2 separate regions of the Mus musculus genome follow, and region 1 is linked to region 2. Evidence: chromatin contacts called from public promoter capture Hi-C data. All regions are on one chromosome and are shown on one strand. The core of a region is the stretch at or near the end of the contact, and the rest is flanking DNA. Distances in the headings are between cores, read along the strand shown. Region 1 holds the start of Ctrcos (chymotrypsin C (caldecrin), opposite strand). Region 2 holds the start of Hspb7 (heat shock protein family, member 7 (cardiovascular)).

What was found. Promoter capture Hi-C pulls out the DNA fragments that hold promoters and counts their contacts.
Region 1: a promoter capture Hi-C map of pre-B cells shows a contact between it and region 2, with 2.7 times the contacts expected there. The contact joins the promoter of Ctrcos here to the promoter of Hspb7 in region 2. A contact is called at or near these places in 14 of 39 promoter capture datasets (the 3T3-L1 cell line, 3T3-L1-derived adipocytes, the C10 cell line and 8 more) and 2 of 484 Hi-C or Micro-C datasets (B cells and liver).

What each region holds. Positions count from the first base shown.
Region 1 is chr4:141,840,845-141,847,725 of GRCm38.p6, reverse strand. Ctrcos (chymotrypsin C (caldecrin), opposite strand) reads right to left here and starts at 3,405. Exons shown (of 3, transcript NR_040641.1): 1 at 3,373-3,405; 2 at 1,169-1,224; 3 at 736-968. It also overlaps the pseudogene Ctrc.
Region 2 is chr4:141,415,674-141,422,853 of GRCm38.p6, reverse strand. Hspb7 (heat shock protein family, member 7 (cardiovascular)) reads right to left here and starts at 2,075. Exons shown (of 3, transcript NM_013868.4): 1 at 874-2,075; 2 at 220-353. The coding sequence starts at 1,069. It overlaps Clcnkb (chloride channel, voltage-sensitive Kb), which reads left to right and starts at 6,866. Exons shown (of 20, transcript NM_019701.2): 1 at 6,866-6,906.

The DNA.
Region 1 (6,881 bases), core at 2,156-4,655, 420 kb before region 2:
AGCCCCACCCCTCACAGAGACCCACCAACTGCCTCTAACGGCTTTTGCAGTCTTTATTATCACGACTAGAAAGGAAGGGAACCCACCTCATATCACAGTATAGGCAAAGGCTAAGAGCATCCTCTACCCAGCCACTCTCTGTGCCCGAGCCAGGGATGGAAGTGCCAAAGTGGCTCCGGCCCACCCTACCCGCTGCTCTGGAGAAATGCTCACAGACACACTAACTACACTCAGGCTGGTGCCAAAACCCTGGTACCTTGAGGGGCCCAAGAGAATGCTTTGATTTCTTTAAAATCATTGGGAAGTGGAGTTGGGGAAGTGGCCCAGTGGTTAAAAGTATTTGCTGCTTAAACAGAGGGCCCAGATTTGGTCCCCAGCATCCACGCACCCGCTTACAACCATCTGTAACTCCAGTTCCAGATCTGACCTCTTCTTCGGGCTTCCCAGGGCAGCAGGCTTACATGTAGTGTACAGAGACACAGGTAGGCAAACACGCATACATATAAAGGCATCTTTACATTGACCAAGCCAGCTTAGTCAACAGGGTCCCGAGGGAAGGATTGAAGATTAAAGAAAAAAAAAAAAGACAAGTAGACAACATTATATCATGACCCCAGCCAATGCTGGAGTGGGTTTATTTTTTCCCAGTCTGCTTTGATACCATTCTAGGTACATGCAAAAAAATAGGGTCACTGGTACATTAGGGGCAAAGTAGTCAAGGCATAAACAAAGGTTCCGTGATTGCTATTTATTCAGGGACTTAAGATGATCGAGATACAAAGAACACATCCAGGCTGGAGAGATGACTCAGCGGTTAAGAGCCCTAGTTGCTTGTTCTTCCAGAGGTCCTGAGTTCAATTCCCAGCAACCACATGGTGGCTCACAACCATCCGTCATGGGATCCGATGTCCTCTTTTGGTGTGTCTGAAGACAGCTACAGTGTACTCATAGACATGAAATAAATAAACCTTTCAAAAAAAAACAAAAACAAAAACAAAAACAAAAAAAGAACACATCTTTCAGTTGTATTTATCTTGTGCCCACTTCCTTGTCCCAGTCTAATGTAAATCATTCTTGCCAATGCTCTTGAAGGGGCACCAAGAGCTCTCCACATTACATTGTAAAAGTAATCACAATAAAGTAAAAATCAGTAGAAAAATATACAAACCGAGTCACAACATCTTCAAAGGCAGACGGCAGCCCTGGAGTTCAGTTCCACATGCTCTGACAGAAAAAGGAGGCTGGCTGAATGCACTCCACCTTGGAAACCCCATGCTTCTAGCCAACCACATGGCCTACCCAAATTAAACAGTCATTACCAAGGTTAGGGAAAGGCCTTGTCCGGACAGGTTTGTCCCAGACTTAGCTCAGCATTGGCCCCTGTGGCCTCACCTCCTGTCTCGGATGCCTATAAATGCCCTGCCTGGTCACACCAGCCAGTCCTCAACACCTGAACCATGTTGGGAATTACAGTCCTCGCTGCCATCCTGGCCTGCGGTAAGCTTGGGAGTGGGGACCAGCTGCAGCCAGCTGGTTGTAAGATCAAGCTGGCCTTGGGGGCGTCCTCTGCTCCCCCAAAAGGCACTTTTGGGGTCCTGTGTGGATTCACCCACTGAGCGAGCATCTGTGTGTTGGTTGAGCCTCTTCCAGATTGGTAGGTCCTGGAGAAGGGATGGAGAGCTTCCTCCAGAGTTTGAGGTTTAGTCAGGTGACCCTGAACAAAGCCCACAGTAGGCACTTCACTCTGGGTTCACTCCAGGGAGCCCCAGTCCCACAGAGTTCTTTGCTCTCCCGTTTATTGGTGACATTCTCCCAGATCACAAACTGAGGTTGTGACCGGTGTTTGGTTTGGTTTTGACAAGTGAAAGCTCTTGACTAAGAATCCTAAGGGCTCTCTAGACACAAGAGCAAGCTAGACCCTACATGTACTGGGTCTGTCTCTGTCTCCATTCAACAGCGGGAACTCGGAGGTCCAGTGGAGCTCAGTATCCTGCCAGAAGACCACATACTGCCTAACAGCCAGAATGCCGGCTCCATCGCCTCACCTCAGAGCAGACACTCTTAACTCATCCACACAATGTCCGAGACAGAGACATGATAGTGTGGGACTCTGAGTGGTCCATGTTGAGTGGCCCTCCATCACACACTGCACTGTGACCTACAGAAGATAGCCTTAGTCCCTCAAGAGCACCAGTCACTGCCTGTTGCTCCCACTTCTCCTTCTGTGTGGTTCTTTAAATGTGTCAAGTGGCTTAGTTCTCGGGAGACTCCCTGATTGAGGTCATTCTTCCTGCATCACACACACACACACACACACACACACACACACACACACACACACATGTGGACTCTCCCCAGTCACAAAGTAGAATATGAACCACCAAACAGGAGCTTTCCCATCTCCCCCTACCCAGAGGGCCAGCCTGCTCACCTGCACCTCCCTCTCTCCCCAGCCTCCAGCTGTGGGGACCCCACCTTCCCACCCAACCTGTCAGCCAGAGTGGTAGGAGGAGAGGATGCTGTCCCCAAAGCTGGCCTTGGCAGGTAAGCTTGCTTCGAGGCAGATACAGGGGTGGGAGGGGCAGGGCTGGGCATCCCCGGAGGGCTGACTCAAGGTCCTTCTGCAGGTCTCTCTTCAGTACCTCAGGGATGACACTTGGAGGCACACCTGTGGGGGCAGTCTCATCACCACCAGCCACGTCCTCACTGCTGCCCACTGCATCAAGTGAGTGGGAGCGACACCTGGAGACCAGCGAGGAGCCAACAGTCCAGGCACTGGGCTCTGTTAGCTGCTGTCCTCGGCTGACTCGCCTGTTTGTTAATTCAGTTGACATATCGCTTCTCGGCCTTTTGGCTAAGATCAAGTGTAGTAGTATTCAGTTGGCATATGAACAAGTCGACGTGTAATTTGTCAAACAAAAATGAGGCTGGAAGAAGGGGGAGGGCACAAGGTGGTTCTGGCTCAAGTTAAAAGAAGATAGCCTGGAAGTAGGAGGGAGGGAGGGAGGGATTAAAATCATAAAATAAGGGAACTGGGGGTATAGCTTAGTTGGTGGAGTTCCTTCTTAGCATACACAAAGCCCTGGATACATGTACACACACACACACACACCCTAATGTCACATAAAAACAGGTGTGCTAATACACACCTGTAACCTGGTCACTTGAGAAGTAGAGGAAGGGAGATCAGAGGTTCAGAGGTTGAAGACTATCCTTGGCTATGCATTTGAGGCCAGCCTGGGCTAAAACGAAGAAAGAAGGAAAGAGGCAGGGTAAAGAGGTAAAGAGGGAAGGAGGAAGTGGGGGGGAAAGAAAGAGATGGGAAGAAAGACCAATGGATCTGGGCAAAGACACAAAAGGAAGATCACTCACTGATCTGTGGGATTCCAGGATCAGCCTGAAGTGGGAGACTCTGAGAACTGAGGTGGCCTTCTGGGAGCACAGTGTGAGGATTGGGGGGGGGGGGCGGAAATAGGGGTGGGGGAGGAGTCAGGGCGTGTATGCAAGGACCACAGTATGACTAGAGAGAGACATTGCTGTGGGAAGGGCTTCAGGGTGTGAGTTAGCTCCTCAGCAGGTATGATGGTGCTCACTCGCCTGCCATCTCAGGGCAGGAGGAGCTTGTACTAGGGAGGACAGAGCCAAGCAGGTGTCACTCAGGTGCCTACAGCCACGTGGAAGCCTGAGTTGACAGCGGGCAGCTTGGCCTCTCCTAGTCTGCCAGTCTAGAGCAGCAAGGTAAAGTCCCCACCTGACCGAGACCCTGGCTCTAAGCTGTGGTTCTTCTCCAATCTTGTACAGGGGCTATGGGAACAGACTTCCCCCTTCCCGCAAAGCCCTGCTGTCAGAAGAGGACCAGGCCCCTAAAGCTCTCAGTTCCCTGTTGGCCCTGCCTGAGGCCATTTGACATCTCTCCTTCCCACCTCTAGCACAAACTTGACCTACCGCGTGGGCCTGGGGAAGTATAACCTGACAGTGGAGGATGAGGAAGGCTCCGTGTACGCGGAGGTGGATACCATCTACGTCCATGAGAAGTGGAACCGTCTTCTGCTGTGGTGAGAGCCAGCCCTGGTGCAGCACGGGAGAAGGGTCCCCAAGATGGAGCCACAGAGTCTGGCCCCAGCTCTCGGCATGCCCAGCTGGCAGGAATACAGGATGGCACTCACTCAGACCTTCACACTGACCAAGGATATGGGTGAAGTACACGGGAATCTCTATCCCTGAGGCTCCCACCATGCTGTCCAGAATTCACTCAGCCAGAGGCTGAGCCAAGAGTCACCTATACGGAGTGCTGAGCGCCTGCCCAGATTGCAACAGGCATGTGAGACGCCATCTCTCCTCTAAGTCTCACAACAACCCTAGACAGGGAACTAAAGCTAAGAGAAGTTAAGAAATACACTCCAGCCTGGCAGTGGTGGAGTTGGTGGCATACGCCTTTAATCCCAGCACCTGGGAGGTAGAGGCCTTTCTGAGTTCGAGGCCAGCCTGGTCTACAGAGTGAGTTCCAGGACAGCCAGAGCTACACAGGGAAACCCTGTCGTAGGGTGGGGGAGAAGGAGGAGGAGGAGGAGGAGAAGAGGAGAGAGGAAGGAGAGAGAGAGAGAATCCATGTGGAGCTTGCTGGCACATGCCTTTAATCCCCTTTAAGGCTGGAGGATCTCTGTAAGTTCAAGGCCAGCAGTTTGGTCTGCATGAGTTCCAGGACAGTCAGAGCTATGTAAAGAGACTCTGTCTCTGCCTGGAAAGATGACTCAGTGGTTAAGAACACTGACTGCTCTTCCAGAGGTCCTGAGTTCAATTCCCAGCAACCACATGGTGGCTCACAACCATCTGTAATGGGATCTGGTGCCTTCTGGTGTGTACATCCAGTGTACTCACATACATGAAATACATAAATCTTGAGAGAGAGAGAGAAAAAGAGAGAGAGAGAGATACTGTCTCAAAACAAACAACGCAACAGCCAGATGGTAGGGGTGGTGCACATCTTTAAGCCCAGGACTCAGGAAGCAGAGGCAAGCAGATCTGAGTTCAAGGTCAGAACAGCTAAGACTATCCAAAAACAAACCCCTATCTCAAAAAACTAAAGCTAAAGAGAGAGAGACAGAGAAAGACACAGAGACAGAGAGACAGAAATGTGGTCCACGTCACCACCGGATCACCAATTGTCTCTCTCTCTGGCAGCAGAGAGTAGTTAAATGAACCTGCACAGGCCTTTGTGATCATACTGGGCCGGCTGCAGCTCCTTCCCAGGCCCTTTACAGTGGTCCTGAAGAGCTCACTCTGTTGAGCTCTCATGAACTGGCATAGGGGGAAGAAGTCACATCTTAGGGGACAGATGCACCTACTGGAAGGTCGCTTAGGGCTGGAAAGGTGGCTGCATGGTTAAGAGCACTTGCTGTGTGTCTTAGGGTTTCTGCGGTGGTGGTAAATATGCCGAAAGCAACTTGGCAAGAAAAGGATTTATCTTTTGTTTTTGATTGTCAAAACCTGCCTCTGCTTCCAGAGTGCTGTGATTAAAGGCGTCTGCCATCACTACTCGGCAAGGTTTGTTTTATCGTAGACTTCCAGGTGACAGCCCAGCACTGAGGAAACTGGAACAAGAGCTCGAGCAGGGCAGGAACCTGGAGGCAGGAGCTGATGCAGAGGCCATGGAGGGATGCTGCTTACTGGCTTGCTCCCCACGGCTTACTCACCAGGACCACCAGCCCATCAATCAGACATAGACAGCACACTGTGCAAGCCGGGGGACCCCAGTTCAGATCCCAGCACTCACATGAGAAGCTGTGTGTGGTAACCCCAGTGCTGTGGGAAGGGGAGACTTAAGGATTGCTAGGGATTGCCGGCTGCCAGCCTCAGTCTGGTGAGAGATACTGTCCAGGGAATACCGTGGTGAGGGTTAGACCAGGACATCTGATGTCTTCTGGCCTCTGCACACACACACACACACACACACACACACACACACACACACACACGAGCCATTTGTCATCCAGAGTCCCTCCTGCCCCCAGCTTTGTTACCTAGCTGCTAGCAGATCCCTAGCCACCAAAGCTCGACACCCAGCACTGCCTTCTGTCCACTTTGCATTCTAGGAACGACATCGCCATCATCAAGTTGGCTGAGCCTGTGGAGCTGAGCGACACCATCCAGGTGGCCTGTATCCCAGAGCAAGATTCCTTGCTGCCTGGGGACTATCCCTGCTATGTCACTGGCTGGGGTCGCCTCTGGAGTGAGTACAGCCAGCACAGAGAAATCCCCGAGGCTTCGCGAAGGAGGTGCCACTGTCGATCAGCATGTCTCCCATGTGATAATAACAGCTAGTACTTATTATTTAACCCAGACCACGTGACAAGCATGTCACAAGTGAAGGTGACGGCTGACACAAGGATTAAATAGGCTAGAACAGGGATGGGCTCATTGCCTTAGCCATAGAAATAAGCTAAAAATAAGAGGCAGGCCTGTGATGCAAAACTTGAAAGGTGGAAGTGGAAAATCAAGAGTTCAAGGTTACTTCACAGGGAGGTTAACCTAGGTTACATGAGAACCTGTATCAAAATAATAAACTAACTGTCCCCTTAAGGGTAGGAGGCTAGATCTCATGGCAAACACATGCCCAAAAAGATGCCTGAACCAGATGGTAGAATGGGAATTAGAGCTATTAAGACTTGGAGATAGAGCCGGGCGTGGTGGTGCACGCCTTTAATCCCAGCACTTGGGAGGCAGAGGCAGGCGGATTTCTGAGTTCGAGGCCAGCCTGGTCTACAGAGTGAGTTCCAGGATAGCCAGGGCTACACAGAGAAACCCTGTCTCGAAAAACCAAAAAAAAAAAAAAAAAAAGACTTGGAGATAGCAGAGGTTAGCTCTTAGGACCTCCTGGGGGA
Region 2 (7,180 bases), core at 826-3,325:
TGTGACCCTTAGGTTGGAGAGGGACTGTAAAGGTCCCTGGCCCGTGAGCCCACTGGGAAAGGGCTGTAGTTTACCCTGGGTACAGACAGGGAAGGAACATAAATCAGGGTACGAAGCCTACAAAGATAGGGGGAAAGTAGGGCCCAGAGACCAGGCTAGACCAGGCAGAGTGCAGGAGCAAAGGTGGGGACCCTGGGGCGGGCCAGGGGCCAGACTCACCTTCTCAGCCCGCACCTCGATGTGGTTGTTGAAGGTGGTGACAATGATGTCTTCAGGGGAGAAGTCTCTCATGTCCACTGTAAACTCGTAGGCATCCCCGAGGGTCTTGATGTTTCCTTGGCCCCCGGGACGGGCTGTGGGCAAGGCTGCTATATAAGCTGGGCACCAGGCAAGCCGGAGCCTCAGACCCTCAGGGTCTCTGCTCTTCTCTTGGGGAAATGAGTGACTCTCCCAGACAACAGCCCCTCGCCTCACTTTTGCAGCCTACCTTGTCCCCGAGGGATGGAGTGAGGTGAGCCTCACGCACCTCAATCTGTGTCTACGCAGACAAGTTCCCCCTTTAGCAATTTGACCTGGAAGCTCTGAAGGGCCAGCCGCCCCTCAGTCCCAGCGCCAGCCCTCCAGGGCTCCCGCTATGACACTGGCCATATGAGACTATTTGATTCACATCTCACCCCTAGGGTCCCAGGTAGCCCACCTATATCGTAGCCACATCTGTCTTGGTGGCCAGGTCTACCTTGACAGCCACATATGGCTGTGACCCATGCGGCACCTATGTCTGGCAGGTGGGTGGCCACAGCATGCTCGGCGATGGCCTGGAGCAGATGTCCCCCACCTGTGGCCCTCCCCTCCCCTCAGAGCCCCAGCACTTGCCTGGGAAGGCCAGGGGCTCCGAGTGGGGCAGCATAAAACTGCCAAAGTCGTCTGAAAACATGCTCAAAGCCTTCTCCATGGGTGGGTCCTGGGCTGGAAGGGCACGGGAGGCCGAAGAAGAAGAGGAGGAGGAGGAGGAGGAAGAGGAACGGAAGCTTCTCTCCGCTCTGAAGGCGGAGGAGGTCCGATGGCTCATCCACAGGCAGCGGGGGTCCCTGTCCAGACGGGCAGGGGCTGGGCTGGAGAAACGAGTGGGTCCAGGCCTCCACGGAAGCGTGCCGGGGCCCCTGACTGCCAGCGCTTTATAAGGCCCAACTGTCCCTGGGCTCGAGGCCAGCCCCTTGTCTGCTGGCTAAATTTAGGCCTCTTCATTGCCCAGAGGGGCCTGGAAATCTTCTTGGGAGAAACGGCTCTGCTGACAGCCCGACACAGGAGGGCAGGGTTGCAAGGCTGAGCTCACCACCTGGCACTGTTAGTCCAGAGCTCCAGCCCCAAGGACCTCTGTACCTGCCAGGGCAGGGGGTGGGTCCTGCCCTGTGCCTGTCCCCAGGACTTCGTGGTTTGTTGGTCCCCTCGATAGCCTGGGACCCTCCTCTCCTCTTGTACTGTGCCCCCCAGGGCCTGTGCCTCCCTTATTAGACTCCTGAGGAGAGAGTATATACATGCAGGTACCCCGAGGGATTCCGAGGCGCTCCAGGTCCAGCTATCTCTTAGGGAAGGCTGAGAAAGCCCAGGGAGGGGAGATAGAACGTGTGGGTGACCCCTGTCATCTGCCACAGGGACTGGTGATTCTTCACCTTATCCCCACTCCCAGGACCATAAGAGGCAGAGGAAAAGAGAGCTGGCGGCTGGAGTTGAGGCTGTGGGGGTGGGGTTGGGCCCAGCTTCAGGGAAAGAGCAGATAACACGAAAGGTCTAAGGGGCAAAGTTGCTGGGAACAGTCTGCTCGCTCTACCTCAGGCTCAGAGTTGGTGTCTGCCCAAGCGTCCTAGTCACATGATTTCACATCCAGGTAAGGTCGACCGCTGACAGGTGCCTTAGCTCCGGCTTCCACGATGTCTCTGGCCACTGCTGTCTCTTCCCAGCAGAGCCCTCTTTGATCTTAACACAACTCAAAAAGAGGAGCTTTGAGGCCAGTTTCCAGACCAGGAAATACAGCCTCCTAGGAGGGGTGGGCTGAACCTAAGTACGTTGGAATGGCTGGGATTCCATCCAGATGTGCTAGACCCCTGTGTCCGAGAATCTCCTCTTTTTCCGTTGACTTTTGAGTAGAATCCCGGATTCTGATGCTGGGCAGGAGGCAGAAGCCTAGGGAAGCGCTCAGCCCATGCCTTAATTTTGGAGTACACTTCTCCAGATCTTCACCTCCCCATATAACCACCTCCTCTCGCTCTCCCATGGAAGCCTCTGCTTTCTCCAGCCCACACAGGGCTCCTTCTGTTCAGAGTCCCCCAACACCTGGCAGAGTGACAGTTTTTGTGAGTTCTGAGACCTCTCTGTGGTTTCCCCTAGTCCCTAATCCTGAGGAGGTTCACCTGTCTTTCCCCATCAACCTGCGAGTTCCTGAAGGTGTGGGGACCGCCCTTCTTGTCTTTGGCTCCAGCTGCATCCCCAGTGATTTGTGAAGTGAGAACAGGACTGGACACAGCTGGGGGCCAGAATAATGGCTGGAGATAGAGGGCTCTGTCAACCCCCAGATTCCTACTGCAACTTTAGTTTGTGTTGCCAGTCCCAGCTGAAGTGTGTCTGGCAAGGCTTCAGAGGCTCACCGGTACTGAGGTGAGACAGACAGAGGTGGGGGGCCCCCTGGAGAAGCCCGCCAGGGACACAAGAGCCACCAGCTAAAAGCAGACACGCTGTCACTGTCACGGTGCTGAGGGCCTGAGTCACTGCCGCTGGGTGTCAGCTCGCTTTACTCCCCCACGCCCGCCCACCATCCCCCCTCCTTTCCCCACACTCCTGAGCAGTCATCCACATAAATATTGAGTGCTGGCTTCAGTGGCCAGGCAGGACCTCGAAAGGTCACCAAGGTCATTCTCCTGACACCAGACATGCTTCTCTGCCAGATCCCAGAGACGAGAGGAGTTTCAGAGCCGATCTGGTCCATAGTTGGGTGTGGTGGGACATGCCTGTTGCCCCTGGAGGATCGGGAGTTCAAGGTCAGCCTCGGCTTCATAGGAAGCTGGAGGTCATTATTCCTGAAACCCTGTTTGAAAAACACCCAAAACAATAGCCTCTCCAAAGTCCAAGGAGCACCACAGAGAGGGGATGGGAGGATGGAGGGAGGTGTGTGGTGGGGTGCTGTCACCTGCGGATGACATGACCTTGCAAGCATGACTACACAGAAGCCGTGGCTGTCTGCATGGGGCCTGGGGAAAAGAGGAACCTTTGCATAAAAGCGGGGGTGTTAGCAGGAAGGAGCATAGGGGCGGGGCGACAGAGAATCTGGGAGTGCGGTGAAGGCGATCTCAGTGGATCGTACACAAGTATGAGACTGTCAAAAACAAGAACCTCGAGCGGGGCGTGGTGGCGCACGCCTTTAATCCCAGCACTCGGGAGGCAGAGGCAGGCGTATTTCTGAGTTCGAGGCCAGCCTGGTCTACAAGAGTGAGTTCCAGGAGAGCCAGAGCTATACAGAGAAACCCTGTCTCGAAAAACCAAAAACCAAAAACAAAAAACCAAGAACCTCAGGGGCTGAGAGGTAGCTCAGTAGGTAAGAGCACTGGCTGCTCTTCCAGAGGACCAGGGTGTGATTCCCAGCTACGTGGTGGCTCAGGACACTCTGTAACTCCAGATCCAGGCGCTCCAATGCCCTCTTCTGGTTCCACAACGAGCACCAGGCACACATGTGGTGCACAGACATATAGGCAGGCAAGCATTTTTACACACAAATTAGTATACATACATACATACATACTACATACATACATAATACATACTACATACATACATACATACACAATACATACATACATACATACATACATACTCCAAATCAAAATTCCCAAAAAGATGACGGTTCAGTCCCTTACATTTGGGGCATCTTCCTTTCTGGGAGCATTTTCACAAACACAGGTGCTCCCCCCATTCTTTCTGGTGGCTGCAGAGATACCTCAGCATACTTTCTGGTGGCTGCAGAGATACCTCAGCATACTTTCTGGTGGCTGCAGAGATACCTCAGCATACTTTCTGGTGGCTGCAGAGATACCTCAGCATACTGCTTTTGCTGAGGACCTGACTTTGGCTCTCAGCACCCACAACAGCAGCTCATAACCACCTCGAACTCCAGTTCCAAGGCATCCAACACCATCCTCTGACTTCTGTGGGTACTACACTCATTCACCCACACATAGACACACAATTAAAAAGAAAATAAGCGAGTGAGTGTTTTGTCTGCATGTATACTTGGGTACCACATGCATGCTGTGTGCCCATGGAGACCAGAAGAGGATATTGGATCCCCTGGAACTGGAGTTATGGATGGTTGTAAGTGGGGGGCTGGAAATCGAACAGGGGTCCTCTTCAGGGACAAGTGCTCTTAACTACTGAGCCATCTCTCCAGCCCAAAATAAACCTGGTGATTGGGGGCTGGCAAGATGGCTCAGAAGGTAAGAGCACTGACTGCTCTTCCGAAGGTCCTGAGTTCAAATCCCAGAAACCACATGGTGGCTCACAACCACCCGTAATGAGATCTGATGCCCTCTTCTGGCACATCTGAAGACAGCTACAGTGTACTTGTGTATAATAATAAATAAATCTTTAAAAAATAAGCCTGGTGATTTAATACATACATACATACATACATACATACATACATACATACATACATACATACATACATATATACATACTTACTTCTGAATGGACTTCTGAGGACCAGGAATTCTTTGCCCTCAGCTCCAGCCAGCCTGAAGGCCAGAGTTAGGAATCTGTTTACAGAACACCTCTTGGGTGATGTTTGGGCCTGGGAAACTTAGGTGAATGAGGCAGGCAAGCCATGCCGCAAGACTCATGGGACAGAAGTGACCAAGGACCCGAGTGAGGAAGGAGTTGGTGACAGATCCTCTCTGGCTTCGGAGCTGTCCTAGCCCGGTAGCTGCCTCTGTGGCTCCTGGCACTGAGGCTAGGAGGAAGGCCTTCTTGGGGTAGGGGAATGGCAGGTAGGGTTAGTGCATTTAAGAGGGTGTTACCCTGGCAGTCCTGTCTCAGCTTCCTGGTGCTCCCAGTAGGGTGTGGACATGTGTGGTCAGCTAGTGCTAGCTAGCTGCCCAGTACTGGAGACATGTTTGGGTTGTCAACAGAACAGCTAACCATCTGTTGATAGATGGGTGAGGGGAGGGTGGCCCTGGCTGTGCAGAACAGTAGGCTCCCACCCACTTTGACATCATAGAAAACATAGCCACTCCAATTTTGAAGTGACTGGGGTTAGAGGCAGTTAAGAGTCTTGGATTTTAACCAGTCACTGGAAGAGTGGCAGCTTTGACTGCAGAAGCAGGGGGAGAGGGGAATTTACCCCCCCCCCATTCCTCTTCCTCTTCCTCTTCACCTCCTCCTTCTTGACACAGGGTCACACAGACCAGGTTTCACTCCAATTTGCTCTGTAATGGAAGATGAGCATCAACTTGTAACCCTCCTGCCTCTGCCTCCCAAGAACTGGGGCTTCGGGCATGTGCTCCTCACTGAGCTCAGGCAGTGTCGGGAACCAAACTCAGGGCTTCACGCGTGCTAGCGAGGCACTCTACTAGCCATGCTGCATCACCAGCCCCCATATCTTCTAAAAGTGGCACTGAGTTCACATTCTCTATATTGTGGCCACTGCCCTACTAAAACCTTGGGAGCTCAGAAATGGGACAGAAGACAGACTGGGCCCGAGTTCAGCCTCTGCTGTGACCATCGGTAAGAGATGACATCTCTCTGACCTTCTATCAAGCATCGGCAAAGTGGTGTCATTACTTCAACTCACAGGCATACAGAGGCCATACTGAATGGCAGAACAGTGCTCACATGCGTGTGCACATGTGTGTGGGCACACACACAGACACATGCACACGAACACACAAATGCACACACATAAACATATATATGCACACACACATATACAAACATATTTACACACACACAAACATATACATACACACATACATAGACACATAGGCACACACATATTTACACACACACACACACACACACACACACACACACACACACACCACAGTTTTCTGAGATTTAGATGCTAAAAGTTCATTCATTTCCTTGCCAAGCCCTGGCAGCCTCCAGCCCTTCCAGTTCACCACTCTTGCCTTCCTCTCCACCCCTGAACAAGATGAGACTGTCAATGTGAGCTCAGAGAACAGTGTGCCTACTCTGGTGTCCAGCAAACCAAGGTGGGAGTCCCGGCTCTGGCCCTCAGCAGCTGGGGTCTGAGTGGCAGTGGTTTTGGGTACATGCCACCACTCCAGCTGGCCTCTGTGATCTTGGACAAGAAGCCTTGCAGTTCTGAGATGCTGTTCCTTTGAAACAGGATAATGGACCATCTTCCCTTGGGGCCGTTCTGAGCACTGTGGGTAAGCCAGCAGTGGTGACCCTATTACTATGAACCCAGGTGCCTTCTGTTGAACCCCCCTCTTTCCCTCTCCTCTCCTACTTTGGAACCCGCTTCCATATCGAGCTGAGAGCCTAAACCCCGAGGCTCAGCCATAGCAAAGGACCGTGATTAACCTGAGTGCTCAGCAGCTCCTGTTCCCAGGCTCAGACCCCTGGAGTCCCCAGGGACCTGCAGCATTGGAGCATGCTCCGTAGTCCGCTTGCTTTCTCGTGTGGGACAGCCCCTCCTGACTCCTCAGCAGCTTCCTGGTCAGTCTGTGAGTTCTGGCCAGTTTCTCAAGGACATTCTAAATGGCTTCCTTAACCCCAGGAGGGGAGGGGAGGGTGTTGATTGGTGGAGGGCACACCTGTCCAGGTGTACAGGAGTTACAAACAAAGAAGCTGTGTTGGAGGAGGGCCTGTTGGGGCTTCAGCAGGGCACACTGACAGGTGAGGAGCAGGTGGGTGCTCGGGGGATGGGGGGGGGGCACGGATCTCGGATAGCATCTGCCAGGGCCAGGCCAGACACGGAGAGGGAGGGTGTGGGACCTGAGGCATTTGGCCCCAAAGACCACATTCAGGACTTGGGGTCTTCTGGCCTCCTGAGGAACACAGAGTTCTGAAGGATGGCCATAGGGCATCCCAGCTGACCATGGGGACGGGACAGCACAGGGCCAAGGCCATCCCTGCACTCTGAGCAGGGGAAATGGCTGATTGTCTCAGG